2 separate regions of the Capsicum annuum genome follow, and region 2 is linked to region 1. Evidence: chromatin contacts called from public Hi-C data. All regions are on one chromosome and are shown on one strand. Each heading gives the region's core, a stretch centred on a gene start, on an enhancer-like site or on the middle of the called end of the contact. The rest is flanking DNA. Distances are from core to core; before and after follow the strand shown. Region 1 holds the start of LOC107840876 (RAN GTPase-activating protein 2). Region 2 holds the start of LOC107859324 (protein phosphatase 2C 70).

What was found. A called contact is a pair of places that touch in the nucleus more often than the background predicts.
Region 2: a contact with region 1 is called in a Hi-C map of placenta, with 3 times the contacts expected there. The contact joins the promoter of LOC107859324 here to the promoter of LOC107840876 in region 1. A contact is called at or near these places in 3 of 5 Hi-C or Micro-C datasets (bud, leaf and placenta).

The regions. Positions count from the first base shown.
Region 1 is chr1:162,473,841-162,478,994 of UCD10Xv1.1, reverse strand. LOC107840876 (RAN GTPase-activating protein 2) reads right to left here and starts at 2,870. Exons shown (of 2, transcript XM_016684821.2): 1 at 2,699-2,870; 2 at 1-1,211. The coding sequence starts at 1,201.
Region 2 is chr1:162,819,669-162,824,822 of UCD10Xv1.1, reverse strand. It overlaps LOC107859324 (protein phosphatase 2C 70), which reads right to left and starts at 2,958. Exons shown (of 13, transcript XM_047407728.1): 1 at 2,519-2,958. The coding sequence starts at 2,734.

The DNA of each region.
Region 1 (5,154 bases), core at 1,621-4,120:
GAGCAGCTTCAGCAGTTATATCATTACCTGCCATCTCCAAGACACCAAGTGAAGGGGCTGCGTCTTTAAGAGCGTTAGCTATGGCAATTGCTCCTTCATCCTCTAAATTAAGGTAGCTCAGGTAAACTTCTGTGAGATTTTCATGTTTGCTGAGTGCCTTACTCAACACTAGACCAGCTTCTGGACCAAACATATTGTCCCGCAAATCAAGCTTCTTCAAATGGGAGCACATCCCAAGTGCTTCACACAAGGCAATCCCTCCTTCAGAGCCTACCCTGGTAGAAGAGCACCTGAAATCTTCCAATAAAGGGGAGCGCTTCACAATTTCCGCAATTGCGACAGCTCCTTCATCACCTGTCATATTATTATGAAAATGAAGAACCTTAAGCTTCTCGGTGGAAGGAACTAGCTCGCTAACAGCCCTTGCAGCTTCCTGTGAGATCCCATCATTCATCAAAAATAGTTCTTCCAAGTTGGTTTGAGACTGAAGGAGCTTTCCAAATGCTCTAACTCCCTTCTCACCCAGAGCATTATCAGAGAGATTCAGAAACTTCAAGTTAGAATCTTCCAGAGCTTCTGAGAATATATTCATGACATCAAGTGCTTCTGCCTCATTTCTTCCAGCAACAAAATCTGACAAATCAACTTCCTTCAACTGATCCTTCAAGGATGCCAAGATAGGGCCTGCAATACGTGCTGCATTTACACCAAAGCTTCTATTGCTGAAACAAATTTTGCTGAAAGAGTTTCCAGACTCTTTTAATGGCTTTAAAAGTTCTTGAGCCTCTTCCGCTTCAATAAAAGCCCTTTTTCCTTTTGAGATATCGAAAAAGGTTTCCTGAACAGTAGGAATAACCTCGGAAAATGAAATCTCCTCGTGCTCTGATCTGGGCATCTGTTTTAGAAGTTCCAGGATAAGCTTGCTGCATTCCTTGGCATAAAGTTGCACAGCAGAACTCCCATCACCGTCAGGCTCCTTCTCATAATGTTGACTAGAAACGGTAAAAGCTGCATGTTCAATTTGTTCAGCACTTGTGGCAGCATCTTCCTTGGATAGACAGCGGTACTTGCGGGTGAAAATGGTTGGACTAGAAAGATTGTTCGTCATTCTTTCAACCAGCATTTTTCTTGTGTTCTCACTTGGAGGCCACAGTTTAATTGAAAATGGTCTTCGCTGAGAATTCAATATTGTGGCATCCATTGGAGGAAACCTAGAATCAAGGAATATAGTGGAACATGCCTCAGTTTCTATAGAAAAATAAAGTAATTAGCTTTCAAGACATATAACTACTAACAAGATTCATCTCTGGCAGTTAAGTTTGTGCAAACCTACTTCAACATAACAACAACAACAACAACAAACCCAGTGTATTCCCACCTAGTGGGGTCTGGGGGGGGGTAAGATGTACGCAGTCCATACCTCTACCTCTGATGAAGTAGAAAGGCTGTTTCCGATAGACCCCCGGCTCAAGGCACGAGATTACTTCAACATAAAACAAACTAAATATAAATCATAGGGAAATCAAATTTCAAGAGGTCAACTTCTTCCTCATAGAGAAATGAGATACATTTTTTTGACAAGTCAATATTTCATCGCAAAACACCAAGCAGGTGTCAAAAGATTGATGAAGTTGTTTCTACGTCTGAATCTGAGTATTCCACAATCATCCATCATCGAAAATGAGATTGAGTTTTCTACTCTTTTATAAACTACCTTACAATGCACCATATTCATATACAACAAAGTAAAATATTCAAAATCAAAATTATTACATTCACCAGATGTATTTCATTTCACCACACTAAAACACATTAAAACATTCTTGAATACAAAAAAAATGCTACACATTACAGAAGAAAATTATGAGTGGAGCAGCATATATATACAATTTACAAACAAAAGCTGCTAAAAACATCAGAAACTTGTACTACTAAACAAAATCCTTCTTTTTCCTCTACAAACAAACAAATCTCACGAGAAAAATAAAAAATTTATACCCAACCAAGGGGTGTAACTCTCCACAGTAATTGCAACCTACTCTACTCTAAATACCCTTAAGAAAATGTTTTCCGATTTTCTCATGTTCTGTTGGTCTTTGAAAAATATTTTCCCCGAAAAACAAGCTCCTTAAAAATGACTTGCAAAGTAGGAAAAACAAGTTCTACAAGTAGCATTCCATATTAATTATATCCTCCCTACACCTTCCAACACACCTTATATTCACCCCACCTCACATGTTATTTGCCTAGATTATATACACACACTTCTAAAATAATCTTTTTACATGTATACCGAACACAAAGAAAAAAAAATAAGAAACCCACTTATTTTCCCGAAAAACATTTTCTTTTCCAAAAAACATTTTTCCTTCGTACCAAACATGTCCTAACCCTGCACGTATAGTTACAATGGTGTTATATTCGCACCACTAACTTAAAATCATCGATCCATCTCTAAACCCCAAATGACAAAATGAAGAAAAAACAACATTAAACCACAAGTAAAAGCACAATAAACAAGAAAAATTAACAAAATTACAGCACAGATCTGTGAACTAAATGAACATATGACCAAAAAAAAAGTAAAAACACATACAGCGCAAATGCACAAAAAACCATAGAAATGAAGAGGAAAATAAAAAATCCTTTCTGGGTTTTTCTGATTATGTTTGGTGCGAGTCTATCTGGTGTGACTCACCGGGAAACAAAGCCGCCGCAGAGAGTGTGAGGGAACTGAGGAAAAACACAAAGGAAGTGAAGTGAACAATGCGTGAGGGGGGAACAGTGTCTTATATTTCTCTTCTACTCGGGAGATAACCTAATGTAAATTTTTTTGTTTGAAATGAATTTAATTAAAAAAGAAGAGGAGAGGGGGCAGGGGTGGGGGGTAGCATTTTAATCGAAGGTTTACTTTTTTTTTTTTTTCCTTAAATTACTCCTCCGTTGGGATTTAGTTATCCCCATTTTTCTAATTTAATTTTTAGTTTTACAATTTAAGGACATGATCTTTGTCAAGAGATGTGGAGGATATATATTATCATAGAAGGCTAGTTGAGTAAAAGTATCACTCTACATCATAGTATAGTATGGTAGCTTAGAATTTAGCCGTAGATATCTATCATTATTATTGTCTGTCGTATTTCAATTATCACGTTATTTTGTGACTGAATATTATCTTTCTGCAGCAGATTAGTTGATATATTTTCTTCACTGATTTCCTCTTAATTGTACTTGATTGTGCTACACTTGAGTTGAGGGTTTTTCAAAAACAATCTCTCTACCTACTCGAGGTAGTGGTAAAATTTGCATACACTTTAACCTTTCCAGACCTCACTTGTGAAATTTTACTGGGTATGTTGTTGTTGATGGTGATAATGATGATTTTCATGTTTACTTGTCATTTTTGACAAATCATGAAAAGATAATTTTTTTTTTCATGTTTTATCTTTAACATTAATTACTTATTCTCTAAATTCTTTTTCAATACTCCCTCTAGTCCAACATAATTAAATGAGAAAAGACATCAAAACCACCTTAAATTATATTCGAAAGGTCAAAGGCACACTAAAACTACTGAAATAACCTATTACACGCTTATACATATTAAAAATAATTTTAATACCACCCTGAAACGTACGAACTACTCTCACAATATGTGATGTTTTATACTCACCTGCCACATCCAAGACCACGTCAGTGCCATGTCAAAAATTATAATTGTTACATCTTTTTACTTTTATTTTTATTTATTTATTAACTTTTTGTTAATCATATTTTACACTAATTTAATCACTAAAAACTCTATTAAATACATCTTCTTCATTGCTAACCCATCCACTCGAATCACATCTCACCAAAAAATTTATGTCCAATCTTTGTCCGATCATCATAACCTTCATTTATTTGCTCGTCACAATCCCCATATCATACTCAATTCTTCTTCTTCTTCGTCTTCTTCTTCGTCTTACACCACCATTATCGCCATCAATTTCTTAGTCACCACCACCATCAATTTTTTTTCTCGCCATCCATCACCCAACAAATTCACCACATCATCAAAGTAGAAATTCTTATAATTTGCAAAAATATTAAATTAAAACAAACATTAATTCTTACAACCCAAACAAAAAAACTCAACATCAATCAAAGAACTCAAAAAAATCTATTTTTAGTATTCTTTAAATTCAAATTTCTAAAACACCTATTGACAGTACAATCAAAAGATATACATTTAAATCAATAGCAAAATAACAATATATATCCAAAAAGTCAGTATGAATTTGAAAAAAAATCAATAAATTTTTTTTAGCCTTTATACCATTAAATTATTTACTCCGTCAAATTGGATTTTCTGAAAAATAAAAATTCTCTATAAAAAACTATTGAAAAACCTATAATTTCAATAAAACAACGATTTTTCATTCAAAAAGTTACATTTTCTTAACTTGTGTCTCATTGATTATTTTAACTTTTTTCATTCTTTTAATGAAATGGGTGTATGATTTTCTTTGAGAAAAGAAAGAATGAAGATGTAACTATTAATGAGGAAATATAAATGAAGATTTGAATGATATTGAAGAGAAAGAGAGTGGGGAAGATGAAGTTTTCTTTGAACGTAATGTCGAAAATGGTAGTTCAATGTGGGTTTTGGAGAAGAGAGAGAAAATGATGAAGATGCAATAAAGAAAGAAAGAAAAATATAAAAAGGTGAGAAAATCAAGAAAAAATGTAAAAAAAAAATCAGAAACGGGCCTCGTTTTTGTTTACTTTTATTTTTGTGCCATGTCAGCTTTTAGGATGAAAATAAATTTATTTTTAAATAGTAAAAGTGTGTATTAGATCATAGTTTAGGTGTTATTTCGACTTTTCAAGTATAGTTTAAGGTTGTTTTAATACATTTTTTCTAATTAAATTTTTGAATACACACCTATTAAGAAAAAGAAATTAGGTCATAAATTGTATTTACATTTTATTTTTATCCTTTTAGATATTATCAAACTTTTCTTGAAATTTCAGCCATATTAAAATAAAATTAATTAAGTCTCTTGGAACTCATAATATAAAAAGCGTAAATGAAGGAAATTGAAAGAAATTTTCAACATATCTCTTGATGAATGAATAATTAACTTATTTTGGACACTGAAAATAGCTTAA
Region 2 (5,154 bases), core at 1,709-4,208, 350 kb before region 1:
TAATAAATGAAGATTTCTATTGATACTATCTGTAGATGATATCTAGGTTCATAGCAGATCTCATCTGTTCTTTTGGATCTTATGAAAAAAAGAAAATACTCCTATTCCTTTTTAATCTATTCCAAAAAGAATGACATACTTTTCCTTTTAAAAAGGATTAATCTTCTCTTTTGGATATTATGAAAAAAATATACTACTCCGGTTCCTTTTTAATATACTCCAAAAAGAATTGACATACTTTTCCTTTTAAAAAGGATTACACATTTCTATATACGGGAACTCTTAGGCAGCATTTTTTTTTTTTAAGATTCAGACGTCTGAATCTAAATGCCTGAATGCACATCTGAATGATTAAGATGTTATCTCTAGATCTGAAAACTAAATGACTAAGACTGTTTGTTTTTCATCATCTAAATGTGCAGAATATTTTTATTTATATATATAATAAAATAAAAAATACAATTCAAATAAAAAATTAATTATATATTAGAAAAGTATGTAATTTAATACAATAAAATTATTATTTGATTGAGAAAAAACATTTATGTTTATTAGTGATAGTGAAGATGGTTTATAATGGTGATTGCGATGACAATGATTGATGTTAATGATTAATAATATTGGTGGTAATAGTTGTGATGGTTGGTATTGTAGTGACTGTTATGATGGTGGCGATTGTGGTGGTGGTAGTGGTTGTGATGTAACGTTGCTTGATGTTAGTAGTTTGAGGTGTTGATTGTGTTGGCTGAAACATGAATGCATGATGGTTGACGATGTGTCGGTGCTAGTTGGAGATGTTTGTTGTGATGGTGGAGATGATTATTAGTAGAGATAAATTGTAGCGATGGTAGTGGTTGAAGTGGTGGTAGAGGTGGCGTTAATAGTGACAATGGTGGTGGCGGCCGAAGAATGTGTGAAGATTGTGATGTATTAGTGGTAGTTAGCAGTGGTGCTAGTTGTGATAGACGAGTTGGTCGATCTTAGGGATTGACCGGTAGTGGTTGATGATGGTGGTGGTGTTAACGGCGGTGGTGGCAGTGAATATAATTAGAATAATAGAGGTAATAGGTGTGGTAGCGGTTGACAATAGTGATTCATAGCGATATTTGTTATCGATGGTGGTTGTGATGGTGGAGGTGGTTGGTGGTGGTGGGTGGTGATTGATAATGGCGGCGATAACAGAGGTGGTTAGTGGTGGTTAGTGGTGGTGACTGCTGATTATGAATAGAGTGGTGAATATTATCCAATACTAGAATATCTCTTCAGACCTATTAAGACCTGGTTCTAGATCTAAATGATTCAGACCTATTAAGAGCTAAAATCTTCATAAAAAACAAATACACATAATGGTCTGAAGTTTGAACCATTCAGATTCAAACCTCTATTAATGAACAATGATCCTATAGGCAGAGAAATATCATGTCATGTCTACAACCACAAGTTCTAGCTGTACTTTTAGTGTGTGCCAAAGGTTCTCTTTCTCCCTTAAACTTCGCACCAAGTCAAATACTATCATATATAATGAAACCTAGGGAGTAGTAAATACCTAGATGACTAGTCAAATATATTATACGCCCATGCTACTTCCCTGCATATGCAATGACTGATGAAGTAGGAAATAGCTCTTTATAATAATTCTAGAAATTCATATGAGGTTCCTCCAAAAGCCTCAACTGTACCTCAACAGATACACACCATGTCAAAAACTACATTAGGGACCATAAAACAGAATTTTGAACTGTAAGTACTTGACTACATACCAAGTAACATCTTATGGGAGATACGCGAAAATCGCCTCTTAGAACCTCTTACGTAACCAACCACATAACCTGACATAACAATGTAGATTGCTCTTCGAATAAACAAAGAAGTTCCACGTTCCATTCCCCTAGAACTCTAATTGCTCGGTCATTATGGGATCGCATTCGCATTCAGTTCCTGATCGAACAAAAAGAAACTTCTCCAAGTCTCAGATTTTCTCCTCTGTCTAAACTTGTTCTCCTAAACACCACGTGAAAAACATAGTGTCCCTAAATATAGAAACCAGGCTGGGCTAGTCCACATTCAATTCAGAAAATGCACTAAAATAAGCAACAATACCAGCTTCCGAAACCAATAAAGTTTCATACTATGCATCCGCAAATACTACCGCGTAAACCAAAAATCATGATCTATCAATATTCCATCTCCCATCATATTAGAACTATTATCAATCACCAAACTACACCTCAATTCCAAATAAAGATGGGTTAGTTATCTTAATCCTTATTAATAAACCCTAGCAAATTTAATCCAAATCAAGAAAAGTCACAATCTTGATTACATCCCACCATATTAGGAACAAACAAAAAAGTTTTTTTCAGGTCAGCCATAATCAAAACCCCAATAACCCAATCACAGGGGAAAAAAAAACACTTTTTGTATCATCCAACAATAAACAATAAGCAAAACCCCCAAGAACCCAATTGCAAAAAAGATCATTTATTGGATGAAAAAAGAAAAGGAAAAGGGGGTTCACCTTTTTATTGCTAAAGGGGAGAGAGTTGGAGGAGACATGAGAAGAGTAAAAGAAACGCCATGGCTTATATCTGCAGGCGATGAGGATAATAAGGAGGATGAAAAGGAGCATAACAACAATAAGAAGAAGACCCTCGTTTGATAAGAAGAGAATGTTGTTGGTGGTAAGAGTGGTCATGGTGATGCTAACATCATCAACATCAGCAGCACCTGGCATAGCGATGAACCCTCACCGTACGTGATGATGATTATGAGAGAGAATTTCAACTACTTCTATATTTCTCTCTATTTCTATCAAATCTAACCAACCCCTCTCTCTCTCTCTCTCGGCTTTGCGAGAAGCTCGCTTTGAAATGGTCGCATTTATTTTGATCCTCTTTGTTTTCTCCTTCCCCACCTCTTTTATATCTACAAATTCTTTTTTTTATATTGATTTCATTCAACCAAAAGGGTCAATGCCTTCAACCATGTAAAGTGGCGTAAAAATAACCTTCCTCTATTTATTGGGCTTAAAATATTTTTTTCATCTACAATCTAAAATATCTTTCTCACCTATCTATTGTATCTAAAATGCCCTTCTCATCTATCTATTGAACCTATTTTATCATTTTATTTAGGCAAATTATATAAAAAAATCATCCATAAAACTTAATTACATAAATAATAGTACTTTTTTTATATTGCAAAAATAATATTTTTTTCATATATAGCCATTTTAAAAAATCAAAAGGATAATTATAATTCTTAATTTAATACAATAACTAATTATCAATTCACCTTAATTTAGGAAATATATTTTCAATCTTCAAATTATAAGTGAAAAAGATAATCCCTGCTTTCAAAGATTTTTCTCTTTTATATTTAAAATTTAAATATTTTTAAATAAGCTAAGTATTTCATTATTTTCTCGTGTATGTTTCACTTTATTTTCATGTATGTTAATTATCTAGTATTATTTCATTATTATGTATTTTTAATTCTAATGTAATGAGTTAACCATATTTTTTTATGAATAAATACTTATAAAATAAAAATCATTATGTTGGAAGTACAGATATATCATATATATTTTTGTTATATAAATATAATTAATGTCAAAATCAGTTTATTATTATATTTTATATATAATTTTTGCACCATTTGATATTATATCAAATGGTGTTTGATATTATATCAAATGGTGCAAATGGTGTTTGATATTATATCAAATGGAGCAAAAATTATATAAAAAATATCATGAATATTTATCTCATAAATTCTATAAAATATATAATAATAATCTTACTTTTACATTAATTATATTTAGACAACAAAAATATGTGATATATTACTTCCAACAAAATGATTTTTATTCCATAAATATTTATCCATAAAAAATTATGGTTACCCCATTATATTAGAATTAAAAATACATAATAATGAAATAATACTAGATAATTAACATACATAAAAATAAAATGAAACATACACGAGCAAATAATGAAATACTTAGTTTATTTAAAAATATACGAATTTTGAATATAAGAGAGAAAAATATTTGAAAGCTAGGATTATCTTTTCTACTTTTAATTTGAAGATTGAAAATATATCTCTTAAATTAAGGTGAATTGATAATTAGTTATTGCATTAAATTAAGAATTATGATTATCTTTTTTTATTTCTTAAAATGGTTATATATGAAGAAAAAAAACTTTTATTATTTTAATATCGAAAAAGTACTATTATTTATGTAATTAACTTTTATGGATGACTTTTTCATATAATTTGCCTAAGTAAAAGGGCAAAATAAGCCCAATAGATAGATGGGAAGGACATTTTAGAACAATAGATAGGTGAGAAAGACATTTTATATCCAATAGGTAGACGAAAAGGGTATTTTAGGCCCAATAGGTAGACGAAGGGTGTTTTTATACCATTTTACATAGTTGAAAGACATTTTATGTCCTTTTTCGTTCATTCAACTTTGAATGTATAAATATATGTGTTCTATTGGTACAATATTCATAAGATATGAATAAATTAAATATATTTTTAATTTCAAAATATAAGAAATAATTTCTAATAAAATATATTTTTAATCAAAAACTTCTTAAAAAATGTGTTAGATCAACAAAAATTAAAATATTAAATGTATTATACAGGTGGAGTAACGAGTGTGTACTGTGGAAAAGAATATGCATACACGTATATTATATTAGCTTGTAGCAGAAGAGAGTAATTTTGGGTCATACACACATGGACATGTCAATTGTCAACGATCTAAATCTGATAATGGACCTTACTTGCTAAATGGGATTTGCCTCAATTATATCTCTTTACTAGTACTTAATTATCTCACTTTTATCACTTAATTAATCATAAAATGGAGTGTTTTTGTTAATGATCAATAGATCCTTATTTACGCAATAAATTCAATCTTACCTAATTCCAATTTCATTAAATTGCCTTTTAACATAACGATCCAATAAATAACATGGGATCATATTGAAGATAGAAAAGAAAGAACTTGTTTATGTATTAATATATTATATATAAGATATATTATATATAAGTTATACCATGTTTAGTAGCTAACTAAGAAATATATTATTCATTTATAAAATTAATACCACGTTTCATTGGTAATTTAGAAACTCA